Linked DNA regions of Sus scrofa: regions 1, 3 and 4 are each linked to region 2. Evidence: chromatin contacts called from public Hi-C and HiChIP or PLAC-seq data. All regions are on one chromosome and are shown on one strand. Each heading gives the region's core, a stretch centred on a gene start, on an enhancer-like site or on the middle of the called end of the contact. The rest is flanking DNA. Distances are from core to core; before and after follow the strand shown. Region 1 overlaps TAMM41 (phosphatidate cytidylyltransferase, mitochondrial). Region 2 overlaps VGLL4 (transcription cofactor vestigial-like protein 4). Region 3 holds the start of TAMM41 (phosphatidate cytidylyltransferase, mitochondrial). Region 4 overlaps ATG7 (autophagy related 7).

Region 1 (3,327 bases), core at 533-3,032, 160 kb before region 2:
ATGTAAGAACTAAAGTCAGTCTTCAAAGAGTGATTTTGGGTTGTGCAGTGGTCTCTTAGTTATACACCAAAAGCACAAACAACAAAAGAAGTAGAAAAATGAGACTGTAGAAAAATTAAACTTCTGTGCTACAAACGAAACTAACAAGAAAGTGAAAAGACAAGCAAAATGGGAGAAAATATTTACAAATCATATATCTAATAAGGGACTAGTATCCGGAACATACAAAGCCTTCTTAGAATGCAATAAAAAGACAACCCAATACAGAAATGGGCAAAGGATTTGATAGGCATTTTCTTTCAAAAAAAAAAGTAAACAGCAAAAAAGCACATGAGAAGATACTTAAAAAAGGAGTTCCCGTCGTGCCTCAGTGGAAACGAATCTGACTAGTATTCATGAGGACACAGATTCAATCCCTGGCCTCATTCAGCAGGTAAAGGATCTGGCGTTGCTGTGAGCTGCAGTGTAGTTTGCAGATGGGGCTCATATCTGGCGTGGTTGTGGCTGTGGCATAACCAGCAGCTACAGCTCCATTTGAGGCCTAGCCTAGGAATTTCCATACCCTGTGAGTGAGGCCCTAAAAAAGACAAAAACTTTAAAATTTAAAAAAAAATGCTCAATGTTAGTCATTACCACAGAGACACCATTTCATACCCACTACAATGGCTGTAATCAAAACAACAAATGAGAGCAGGTGTTAACAAGAATGTGGAGAAATTGAAACCCTCATACATTGCTGGTAGGGATGTAAAGTGGTGCTGCTGCTTTGGAAAAACAGTTTAGCAGTTGCTCAAAATATTAAAGTTACTCTATGACTCAGCACTTCTACTCCTAGGTATCTACCCAAGAGAATGAGAGCATATATCCACACAAAAACCATGGCATTCTTCATAATAAGCGGGAACAGCCCCAAAGCCCATCAACTGAGAGATGGATAAATAAAATATGGCACATCTGTTCAGTGAAATATCATTCCTCCATAAAGAGGAATAAGTGCTGATGTGTACTACAACGTGCTGAACTTTGCAAACATTGTGCTTTGTCCTAAGAGACCATATGCTGTACAGTTCCACTTAAATAAAATCCCCAGAAGAGGCAGATCTAGAGAGACAGAAAGAGATTAGTCTTTGCCTGGGGCTGCGGGTGGGAGGGTGGGGGCACAGTGGCTGCTAACAGCACAGGGTTGCTTGTAGGGAGGAGGAAATATTCTAAAATTGGATGTTTGCATAACCCTGTAAATAGACTAAAACATGTGGAATTATGTGCTTTACATAGATGAATTATATGGTATATGATTTATATCTCAAAAATCTTTAAGATGAATATGATTTTGCCATGTCAGTGTCTGATTTGGGCTCCTGTCTTGAGCGCTTCTTGGAGCAAGTCTCACACCATGACCTGCACCAAAGGGCTGTGCCTTCTCGTCAGTTGTCTCCTGTGCCCAAGGTAGGACCTGTGTCTATATCTCCAGAGTCCAGCCCAGTTCCTGGCACTTAGTAGCCACCCAGATGTTTATTAAACTGAAATGGCAGCAGTATGGCAGGTACCCTCCATCCTGCCCTCCCCATGTACAGATCCTAATGCAGGATCATCTCTCATACCTTAGTCATTTCAACCTACAAGCCACTTGACGAGGTTAGTGTGACTGTCATGGCCATTTTGCAGAGAAGGAAAGTGACTCAGTGAGGTTAGGTAACAACTCTAGCCTCACTGGGACATTGCCGGCCTGGAAAGCTGGGGCCTTTCCACTCAGACCTCTACTTTCGTGATCAGGTCCGCAGTCACTGGGGCTGTGCTGAAATCATGGAGCCAGCCTGTGAGTCACAAGCCTGTGACTTTGTCTCATGTACAATCGAGAAGCCCTTTGGTTAAGCTTTGGGTTAGACTGGCACTTCTCTGGCTTGAGCAGTTAAGAGTTAAACCCAGCAGTAGAGGCACATAATGAAAGTCAACAGTCGGTTTTTCTCAATCCCTGTGTTTTGTTGCAAGCATATCTCTAGAGGTAAGAAAAATTGATTCCTAGGATCAGATGCTGGTTCACGCTGTGCCCACGATTTTATTCATTTTGTTCTGAAGCAGCAGGTCATAAGCCCATGTGCTTGCTCTTCCTGTGGCTGAGCTGGTTGCACAGGAGTTGGAGAGATTCAATTCTGCAGATGTTTATTGATGCGCCTCCATGTGCCAGGTGGCGCCCAGGGGACTCAGGAATGCATAAGCTTCCATCCCTGTTCTCAGTAAGTCCATGGTATTTCCAGGTCCTTGAATCATGGCACTTGTTCTTTTGGGAGCATTTGCATGTGTTTGCTTTTACCTGCTGGTGGAATACAGTCCCTCTCTCAGAAGGTTATGTCTTAAAATATAAGAGCTTTTTCTTGGTTGAACCTACAGAACAAGAAGAAATGGCACAGATTTTTAGGAGGCAACAGTGATGCAAACTGATCTTTCATTTCCAAGCCAGTGGTGTTAGATTCAGAGTTTGATGCCATTCCACCTTTCAGAGATTAACAGAAAGCTTTGGTAGGCTTGAATAAAAGTATAAGCATTTACACAATTGAAAGTGACCCAGTTGCCTCTCCATTCATGTTTGCTGAAACGTGTCTGTGCATCTGTGAATCTATTTTAAAATGCTAGAAGTAGGAGCTCCTCAGTGGTAATGAACCCAACTAGGATCCATGAGGATGAAAGTTCGATTCCTGACCTTGCTTAGTGGGTTAAGGATCTGGCATTGCCACAAGCTGTGGTGTAGGTCACAGATGTGTCTTGGATCCCACTTTGCTGTGGCTGTGGTGTAGGCCAGTGGCTACAGCTCCGATTCAAGCCCTAGCCTGGGAACTTCCATATACTGCAGGTGTGGCCCTTACGAGACAAAAACAAAAAAACAAAAAACAAAAAAAAAAAACCTGCTAGTAGTATGCCAGCCCTGCAGAAGTGAGGGACATGGAGAAGAAATGACATAAAGCTAGTGCCTGAAATGTCCCTACCCTGGTCCTGAGAAGTGGCTGGGCCTTGGGCAGGCTGTGCTTGTACCACCATCTATTCTCCTCACCTGTGAAACTGAGAATAATCAGCACCTTCTTTATGAGGCTTTGCCAGACTCAATGAGAGAGCGGATGTGAAGCACACGCCTTTAAAAAGCCCACAATAGGAGTTCCGGCCCTGGTATAACAGGGCAAGAATCCAACTGCAGCAGTTCGAGTCAATGTGGAGGTGCAGGTTCGATTCCTGGCCCAGTGCAGTAGGTTAAAGGATCCAGTGTTGCCGCAGCCACAGCTTGGTTCAATCCCTGGCCTGAGAACTTACATGCCACAGGTGCAGCCATAAATTTTT
Region 2 (3,093 bases), core at 516-3,015:
CTAGTTCAGTTTTTAGTTTTCTGAGGAGCTGCCATACTGTTTTCCATAGTGGTTGTACCAATTTATATTCCTGCCAGCAGTGTAGGAGGGTGAGACAAGCCCTAGATCCCTTTAAGTTCTGAAATGTTAGAATTTTATACATTGCCTAGTGAAGTGCTCAAATCAAATGCTTCGCCACAAAAGTCTATTTCCTGTCATTTAATTAATTAATTAATTTAATTTTTGTCTTTTTGGAGCCACACCCAGGGCATATGGACGTTTCCAGGCTAGGGGTGGAATCAGAGCTGTAGCTGCCCGCCTATGCCACGGCCATAGCAACATGGGATGTGAGCTGCATTTGTGACCTACGCCACAGTTCACAGCAGTGACAGATCCTTAACCCACAGAGCAGGGCCAGGGATCAAACCTGTGTCTTCATGAATACTAGTTGGGTTTGTGACCACTGAGTCATGATGGGAACTCCCTGTTATTTAGTTTAAAAAATTTAAATGCTTTTCTATTGAAACTTCTGTTGGCTCTGCCGCTGCATTCTGCGATGACACAGTTACTTACTGAGCCTGGGTTGCATCCCAGGGCTGTAAACATTCTTCTCTCTCTCTCTCTCTCTCTCTTTTTTTTTTTTTTTTTTTTTTTGTTGTTGTTGCCTTTTTAGGGCCACACCCAAGGCATATGGAGATTCCCAGGCTAGGGGTCTAATTGGAGCTACAGCTGCTGGCCACAGCAGCACCAGATCCGAGCTGTGTCTGCGACATACACCACAGCTTATGGCAGCGCTGGATCCTTAACCTCCTGAGCGAGGCCAGGGATCAAACCTGCCACTTCATAGTTTCTAGTCAGATTCGTTTCTGCTGCGCCATTGATGGGAACTCCTCCAAAAACGTCTTTTAAATTTTTTTTTTTTTGTCTTTTGTCCTTTTTAGGGCCACTCCCGTGGCATATGGAGGTTCCCAGGCTAGGGGTCTAATTGGAGCTGTTGCTGCCAGCCTACGCCAGAGCCACAGCAACGCCAGATCCAAGCCGTGTCTGCGACCTACACCATAACTCAAGGCAATGCTGGATCCTTAACCCACTGAGCAAGGCCAGGGATGGAACCTGAAACCTCATGGTTCCTAGTCAGATTCGTTTCTGCTGCGCCATGATGGGAACGCCTAAAAAAATTTGAAAAATACATATCTTTATGTGCAGATAAAGATTTACAGAAGAGAATATCTCAGTGTCAGAAATCTATCATTGCATTAATTAGGTAACAATGAAAGTTCACAATGTCTAAAAAGTTGATGGTAAAAAATACTGAGAAGCTGAATATTAAAGATGATTTCTGTAATTGATCCAAATGCTGTATTGATTAGATGATTTTATCACAGCAATGTGTATAGAAACAAAACATATGATAGTGAATGATGTTCTTCAATATATGTTATTGGTGTTTTAAAAATTTTGGTGAGAACAATTAATGTGAAATCATCTACCCTCTTAACAGATTTTAAGTGCACACTACAGTATTATTAAATGTAGGTACAGTACTATACAGCAGAGCTCTAGAACATATTTATCTTGCTAGCTCAAACTTCATCCTGTTGAACAGCAACTCCCGTTGCACCCAGCCCCTCATGACCATCATCCTGCTGTTTCCATGAATCTGACTGTTTAGATTCCTATCTAAGATAATCATGCAGTATTTATCCTGTGACTGGCTTACTTCATTTATCGTAATGTCCTCCAGGCTCACCCATGCCGTTGCATATGGGAGGATTTCTTTCTTTTTAAAGGCTGAGTAATACACCATTTGCATGTATGAGTCACATTTTCTTATTGTAAAGAAATAGAGGGGAACTAACTCAATAAAAAACAGAAACCATTTATGCATTAAGATGATAGTGGAGTTCCCTGTTGTGGCTCAGCAGGTTTTAAGGACCTGATGTTGTCTCTGTGAGGATGCAGGTTCGATTTCTGGCCTCACCCAGTGGGTAAAAGATCCAGTGTTGCTGTAAGCAGTGGTGAAGGTCACAGATGCAACTTGGATCCAGCGTTGCCAAGACTGTGGCACAGGTCACAGCTACAGTTCCAGTTCGACCCCTAGCCTGGAAACTTCCATATGCTGCAGGTACAGCTGTTAAAAAAGAAGAAGAAAAAAAAAAAAAAAAGAAAAGAAAAGAAAAAGAAAAGAAGGGGAAAAAAATGATGGTATTCTGGGTGAGTTTTTACTTTTTATATAGCAAGTTACTCATGTATCTATGTATCTTATAGTTACTGTAGCTGTTAGGGATCCCCCATTCAAGATAAATAACTGGGGAGTACAGGTTCCTAAGTGGAGGACCTCTGAAATAATGTTCAGGAAGTTTTATCCAGTGTGATTCAGTTGCTTTGTGCTCAGGTGTCATTAGTAACCCGTTAAACACAGCCTCAGTTACTCAATCCCAGGTCCCCAGCTCTCTCTGTTCCCAGATACTCTCAGCTACCATTCCCACCAGTTCTGAGGTTAAACTAGACACAGAGTCTTAGACTTGAAAAGGGCACTTTTGGTCCATCTCCTTTATTTAATAGATGAGAATGCTGATCTTTGGAAAGAAGAGGTAATGCTTTTTGAAACTGGTTGGAATTTATACTTGAAGTGGAAGAAGAAATGGCAAATGTATTCTACATTGGGTTCAGCATTGAGAAGTTAAATACATCATATTGCTGCTCTCAGAAATAGTATGTAAAGAAATAATGTGTAGTAATCGAGCTGTCCAAGTTCTTTATCATGTGCAACAACACAATTCCTTTTATCAGGTACTGCTAATTTAATTTTGAAAACTGAAAGTGGAGTTGGATGAATTGGTTGTGACTTTCGCTTCCTTTTTCTTTTGCTTCTTTCTCTCACAACTTATTTTGCATCTTGGACTGATCTTCAAACATTGTTTTTATCATATTACTCCCTCTCTTTCCCCAAAGTGAACCTATGGGACTCTTTACTACAGTGTGTTACTATAGAGTCAAGTTTGATTTCTGTCTGATTTATTCCTGGTCCTCAACCTTTATTTAATATTTAACTGTCTTTTCAGTTATGTTTTCTATTACTTTCTCTCCCTGAAATCTTTTGCTTCAGTAAAG
Region 3 (3,061 bases), core at 371-2,870, 190 kb before region 2:
CTTGAGACTAAGAGTTTCCATCATGGCTCAGTGGTTAACGAACCCAACCAGTATCCATGAGGACATGGGTTCAATACCTGGCCTCGCCCAGTGGGTTAAGGAGGCAAGTGTTTATTTTCTAGTCTCAAGCTTTTCCTTCCTTCCTTCCTATTATTATTATCTTATCCTTCCTTGGCAATATCTCCCATCTATCTTCTGCTTGATAAATTCCTACCCATCCTTCAAGGTCTGGCTCAGATGACATACCTGCAAAATCTCCTCTGGTCTCTCCCTGCACAGCCAGAGCTGATTGACTGCCCTCATGACAGGTCCTGCAGGGCACTGGGTGTCCAGCTTTATCACTGCACATTACATGCTGGGTTTGCTTGTCTGTCTCCTACGAGCCTGCCAGGAGCAGCCTTGTTCTAGTCATCTCAAATCCTCAGCACTTATCCAGAGTTTGAATTCCAATAATCATTTTTCAATTGAATTAATCCCAGTCCTGCCTCTATCACCCCAGGCCAGGCAATTTAATTCACAGTGAAACTATGGTAACGGCTTCCTAACTGGTCCCTGCCTCTTCTTTCCCCACTCTGATCCGAGCCAACCTTTGAGCCTTGACAGCTTCCTGCTCAAAACTGTTCAAGGACAGAGTAGAATTCTAAGATGTGGAGCCAGCATTTTCATTCCAGATTTGCCACAGGCTGATGTGATCCCAAGCACATTGTTTTATCCAACACTTAGCTTCTTCATCTGTAAAATGAAGGCAATCACCTCCTTCCACAAGGCAGCAGAGGGAACCCATGAAAAAATGCCTGGGAAATGGTTCAACATTACCCAAATTTAGCTATTACTACTCTGTTATGGTTGAGAGGCCATGTACATCAGGGAAGAAGGAAAGGATATCTGAAAAGTCTCTGTCCGGGAGGTCATACTACATCCTGAATGGCCCTGTGGCCCCGAGCAAGTTTCTCTAATTGTACACAAAGAGGCAAGCTCTCACCTGGGATCCTGTTTCCACCAGAAACTGCATTTAATATGCCCTTTTGTGAGTCCAATCCACAAGGCAAAGGACCAAAGGCTCTCCACCCCATTAAAATTCAATACAAACATCAGAGACCCTTGGTGCAGTTTTTTGTTTGATTTTTACCATTTATGGAGCACTTTCATGCCTGTTATCGTGTTTGAAGGAGGGCTTTAATGGGCAGAAAGCACAACCAAATCTTAACAGTGATAATATCTGGATGGTGGGATTGGGCATGATTTTAATCTTATTTGTGTTTTCCTAAGCTTTGAAAATGTTGCAGTTTTGGAGCTGGATGAACCATGGTTGCACAACACTGTAAATGTACTAAATGCCACTGAATTGTAAAGCATATGTTTTTATGTTATGTGCATTTCACCCCATCAAAAAGACCTTTTTAAACGCTACACCATGACCTTATACCCATATTTTAAATGTGGTTTGAGGCAAGAACAAAAAAGTACTTTTAAGGCTCAAAAACCGTTCAATCAGCTGTCACTCTTCCCTACCCAAGACAAATCCCAGGCGGCCAGCCTGCAGCCCGCTCCTCCCGCCACCAGGGGTCTCTGCGAAGGCTTCGCGTCGCCATCCACTGGCAGGTGTCCGCTCTTGCGCCATCCCAAGATGGAGCACGTGTGCGTGGGGGAGGCGTGGCCCACGTGGCCGCTGGACCGGCTGGGCCAGCGCCCACCTGGTTCTCTAGTAGGTGCTTTCCAGCCTGCTCCGGGACTGGAGTACCCCCGCGAGTCCCTGCCGGCCACGCCACTTCCTGCCCCCGGCCTCAGCCTTCTCCTGTTCTGACCAGTCCTCGACTTCCATCTCCCACCCTTAGCGGGTATCAGTTCCTCGCCCTGCTGTCCTTCGCTCCCCTCCCCGCCAAGGGTCCCTGTCGCTGAGCCCCGGCCCCATGGCGCTGCAGGCGTTGCAAAGCTCCGGGGTGACCTTCCGCAAGATCCTGTCTCACTTCCCCGAAGAGCTGAGCCTGGCTTTCGCCTACGGTTCTGGAGTGTACCGCCAGGCGGGGCCCAGCTCAGACCAGAAGGTGAGCCCGGGCCAGCCCCACGCCAGAATATTCTCACTACTTTCCTTTGCCTTCAGTCCCTCTAAGAGCTCTCCTGTCTGCTCTGCGCATTCCACGCACCAACTAGCGAAATACAAATCGTACGAAAGTGCTTCTGGTAGAAAGACAGCGTGAGCCGAGTTTTGAAGGTTCCGTAGGAGTCCACTTCGGTCTAGAGCAGGAGCTGCAGTTAGCGGAGGGAAAAGCTGGTGCCGGGGCAGGATGGAAGAAAGGAAAATAAGTATTTGCCAGTGTTCTCACGCTTGCGTGAACATTAGAGTTTTCTGGGAAGCTTTAAAAAAATGCTGATGTTCTGGGTACCATTTACGGAGATTTCAGATTTAATTGGTCTGGGTCAAGCCCTGGGCTTCAGGAATTTTTTAAAACTTCCCAGGTGATTCTAATACGCAGCCAAGCTTGAGAGTCACGTCTCTGTCTGTAAAGAGAAAATACTAAATACTTCTCTGGACTTTAGGAAGCTGGTGGGCTGAATGGAGGGTCAGGGCAGGTGCAGTGACTAACTACAGCAAGAGTTAGTGGCCAGTTTGTTCGCCCAGCCTCAGGACTTTTAGCGAGAGTGTTTAGGATTAGACATTGTTATTCTTCAAAGCTGACTGAGCACAACAGCAGTTGAGGGTACAGTGTTTCTTAAGATTGTAGATTTCTTTTTCTGTAAATGGAAAAAAAAGAAAAAAAGTTCACTGAGAAGATTCAAGGCCAAGTAGCATAGAGGCAGGCAAATATTTTCCACTTAAGTGAGGCTGTTATTTGCCTGCTGAGGTTTTCAGAGGCTTTTGAGCTTTTACTGAATTAACATAAAAGGAACACGAGTCCCGGTAGAGATGTTCTCTGTGTGTGCAACTCGTGTTCTGGACTGGGTTTTTGCTAGGTGTAGTTCAGGCCCAGCCTAACAGTTTTGTCATCTTGAATAAACAAAGGAAATGGTAGTGTGCAGTTTGCAGGAGGGTCTTCTGGATTTGGACACTTGGCTGTAGTCT
Region 4 (3,343 bases), core at 460-2,959, 190 kb after region 2:
CAATCCAACCACAGAGAGCTTGGAGAGCCGGGAGGCAAAGCTGCAGAGTCCACCTTGGGCAGTGGACCTAATATATTTTAGACAAAATATATCTCTTGAGAATTCAATGACACAAATCCTCCCCCATAAAACACACACATGCACCCTTTTGTATACAAGCCCTGGGTGTTCAGGAACCATCCTCACCCTACCCTCTGAGCTCACCTTGGTTCCATAGGAATTTAGAGGAACCAGTTCACGGGGCTTGAAAGAATTAGGTAGGAGAGTCAAGAGTTCCTCTTCTTAGGGCTCAGTTTTCTCCATGATACAGGTGGTTGCTATGAACTCTTCGCAGGGAGAGGGTTAATGAATGACGAACGCAGAGCCCAAACATAACCCGTCCGCAGTGCCTCACTCTGAGTGGCTGTGTAAAACCCTGGAATCTCTGTGGTTTCCAAGGTGTTGAGTAGGTAAAAGTGAAAGAGGATGCTCTGGGGGTCTGGGTGGAGAGGGGCAAGTGCAGTCCAGGCCCTGGAGAAAGATGCCCATCTCCAGGGAAAGCCTGCCCTCCACCTCAGCTCCGCTCTGTCCTCCCACCTCATTCCTCACTTATGCAGAGGCTGCAGATTCCTAGGGTGATCTGTACCAAATCCAAATGGTTAAAAATAATTTGCTAAATACCTTCCTAGATAAATTGAAATCCAAGACCTTTTTGAGCCCTGCCCAGCCATCCCTCAAAGGGCGAGCTGGGCTGAAAGTCATGCTCTTTCCTAGCTGGATCCCTGAGTCAGACTTCTGCCTGTCAATCTTCTGATGTCACAAGTCAAACTGTGCCATCCAAGGCTGAGTAAGCATCTTCAGGAAATAGAAACTCAACTGTAAGAACACAGGCATTTCCAAACAGAGAACAACTCTGCCCACTTTCTAACTCAGCTACTGTATATAAATTTAGCCATGACACTGGGAGGGGAAGTTTTAAAAATAGAAGTGAAAGGCCAGAAGAATAAATAACGATAAGGTACCAGTCACTCACTACCTTTGGCAAGACATATAAAATGGTAAACAAGATGTCATAAATGCTTTGCCCTTAAGGGGAATATATTTAAGTGGGAGCTGGAGTGGGAGACAGAAAATAAAGACAATTTCAGATAGTGATTAAGTCCCACACAGAAAATAAAACAAGGTAAAGTGATAGGGAATGCCTGAGGCACTACTGTTATATCCGATTTACAGATGAGGAAATTGAGGATAACAGAAGCTAGGTGAATTATCACGGCTTCGCAGCTAGTACGCAGGAACTTAAACTCAGGTCTGATTCCTATGTGGTTCGTAACTATTACCCTTACGCGATCTGGTCAGTCTCCAGAGAAACCAAAAAAATCTACAGAACAGATAAGGTGAGAGACCATCTTTATTTTTAAAAGTCCCTCCTTTTAGGGCATTGGCAGAATTTGAGATCTACAAATTCACCTGAGTGTACCACAGGTTTCTATTTTAATGCTAATGCAACTAACTTTTGAGATTCTATTCGTGATATTTAACATACGTTAAAAGTTAAAGCCACCCTCTGAGATGGGAATTACCCTTTCATAAAAGGGCACTAAGGCTCAGAGGGTGTAACCTGTTGAAATCATGGAGCTTTTAAGTGTGGAAGCTGCAATCCAGGCCTCATGCCTCTGAGTGCACTGCTTTTTCCATTACACCACGCTGCCTTCCAGAAGACTCCCCAAGGAGCTACATTTTTCTCCCACTGGGAGACAGGGCAGTAACGAACTTGGCAGTGCAGACAGAAAGGAGTGCCTGTTTTGCGTCTCTGCCAAGCAAGTATCCATGCCCTTTGCAATATGACTTGGACACAATACCCACCGAGCTCTAGCAGCTAAGCATTCTAGAATTTGTTGAAGAATTTTTTTCACCTTCTCCGTATGGGGTCCAAAATTAAAAGGGGAAAAGCATATTTATGTCTCATTCAGAATTCAAAAAGTAATAAATCCTTCAAGGCCCTGGCAAGTTTCTCTAATCCACTGTAATCATGTTTCCTTGTATAACAAGTCTTGTGATGTCTGTAGCGGAGTCTCGCTATAGTAACAGCAGCCTGCATGTTGGAGTTCTTCTTCCCAGGCCTGGGGGATTATTCCATTTTCCACATTAGGAATAAGCCGCAGACTTTAGGTTCTAAAAAGGAGCCAGAAATGCTGACTAGAATCCAGATGCCCTAAATATAATTAGAACTAAATTTTACTGCCCTCTGTGAAAGACACAAATGAAAAGAATGTGGCAACTTCTAGAATACTGGTCCAGAAAACAAAGCTATGAATAGATCCAACAGGGCTTCTGATGTACTTAAAGCCTCCTGAAAGCTACCTGGAAACTTTCCAATTATCTCCTCTACTTCTTTCCTTGGCTTTTTAACTTTTACAAAAGCCAAACATATTAGGGGAGGAGACTGTACCATGGTCTCAGCTCAGCAAACCATGTTTTCATGGAGGGAGCCTTTTACATTTAAAGGATAGATTTGGTTTTTCAGAAATTGATTTGATAAAAAATGATTAATATCTATGGTCAAACAATCACTTCTCTCTGTTATTAAAAGAAATAAGTTTATTAAATTCCTGAGTGGAAATGACATTCTCATTATACTATTTAACAGGAGCAATATGAAACAGTATAAATATATGTCTCACCCCAAGTTGTGATTAATTATAATTATAATAATGATGATGATGACAGCTGCCCCCTGTTTTAGTGCTTATGTGCCAGAAAGTGTGTTAGGTATTATGAACACATTATTTTATTTGATGGTTAGAATTCTCCTAGAAGGCTGTTAATATTTCCATTTTACAGTAAAGGGGCTAAGTCTCAGGGAGAGTTCACCACTTGCCAAGGTTACACAGCAAGTTAACCTTGAATGTGTACAGAGGAGATTAGACTCCAGAATATATTCTGGAATAAAAGGTAAAAGCCCTCTCCCCACCTCGGCAGAGTCACGGCCGCTAGCTACTACCATAGTCAGATATTCTCAGACTGAACTTGATTTTCACATAATTAACTTTCTTTTTGTTTTTTTTGTTTGGGGGCTATTTATTTAAATGGACAACAGTAAGTCCATCTGGCATTTCCAGGTCTGGCAAGAAACACTAATGACTCTTGGAAAGCTTAGGCCTCAATGGGTAGGAGCAAAAATGTGCAGGTGCATCCCAGAAACCAGCTACTGACTGGGAGCGCAAGCATCCTGTGGGCATCAGGTCATGCTCTAACAAGGGGATGCACAGGAGGGTCAAGGGAAGGCTAAGTCAGTTAGGGAAGCTTTAGTGAATACGTAATTAAAAAAAAAAACACGCATATTAAGCCTGTTGTCTTTTAA

What was found. A called contact is a pair of places that touch in the nucleus more often than the background predicts. HiChIP or PLAC-seq counts read pairs in DNA pulled down with a chosen protein or histone mark.
Region 1: a contact with region 2 is called in a Hi-C map of alveolar macrophages, with 2.5 times the contacts expected there. The contact joins two enhancer-like sites. A contact is called at or near these places in 22 of 47 Hi-C or Micro-C datasets (alveolar macrophages, brain, embryonic fibroblasts and 12 more) and 1 of 2 datasets of contacts at active chromatin or transcription factors (skeletal muscle).
Region 3: a contact with region 2 is called in an H3K27ac HiChIP or PLAC-seq map of alveolar macrophages. The contact joins the promoter of TAMM41 here to the enhancer-like site in region 2. A contact is called at or near these places in 20 of 47 Hi-C or Micro-C datasets (brain, embryonic fibroblasts, fetal heart ventricle and 10 more) and 2 of 2 datasets of contacts at active chromatin or transcription factors (alveolar macrophages and skeletal muscle).
Region 4: an H3K27ac HiChIP or PLAC-seq map of alveolar macrophages shows a contact between it and region 2. The contact joins two enhancer-like sites. A contact is called at or near these places in 3 of 47 Hi-C or Micro-C datasets (embryonic fibroblasts, mesenchymal stem cells and skeletal muscle) and 1 of 2 datasets of contacts at active chromatin or transcription factors (alveolar macrophages).

Annotation. Positions count from the first base shown.
Region 1 is chr13:67,957,551-67,960,877 of Sscrofa11.1, reverse strand. All of the region lies in intron 4 of TAMM41 (phosphatidate cytidylyltransferase, mitochondrial), which reads left to right. Among named protein-coding and RNA genes, the nearest start is that of TAMM41, 24 kb to the left of the region's middle. Within about 2 kb of position 1,782, at least 3 of the 83 cell types and tissues checked have an H3K27ac peak or open chromatin away from gene starts, as enhancers often do. A contact at or near this core is called in alveolar macrophages, where this site is marked.
Region 2 is chr13:67,796,698-67,799,790 of Sscrofa11.1, reverse strand. The region is part of intron 2 of VGLL4 (transcription cofactor vestigial-like protein 4); the gene reads left to right. Among named protein-coding and RNA genes, the nearest start is that of VGLL4, 75 kb to the left of the region's middle. Within about 2 kb of position 1,765, at least 3 of the 83 cell types and tissues checked have an H3K27ac peak or open chromatin away from gene starts, as enhancers often do. A contact at or near this core is called in alveolar macrophages, where this site is marked.
Region 3 is chr13:67,982,085-67,985,145 of Sscrofa11.1, reverse strand. TAMM41 (phosphatidate cytidylyltransferase, mitochondrial) reads left to right here and starts at 1,620. Exons shown (of 8, transcript XM_003132370.4): 1 at 1,620-2,045. The coding sequence starts at 1,911.
Region 4 is chr13:67,609,432-67,612,774 of Sscrofa11.1, reverse strand. All of the region lies in intron 19 of ATG7 (autophagy related 7), which reads right to left. Among named protein-coding and RNA genes, the nearest start is that of ATG7, 190 kb to the right of the region's middle. Within about 2 kb of position 1,709, at least 21 of the 83 cell types and tissues checked have an H3K27ac peak or open chromatin away from gene starts, as enhancers often do. A contact at or near this core is called in alveolar macrophages, where this site is marked.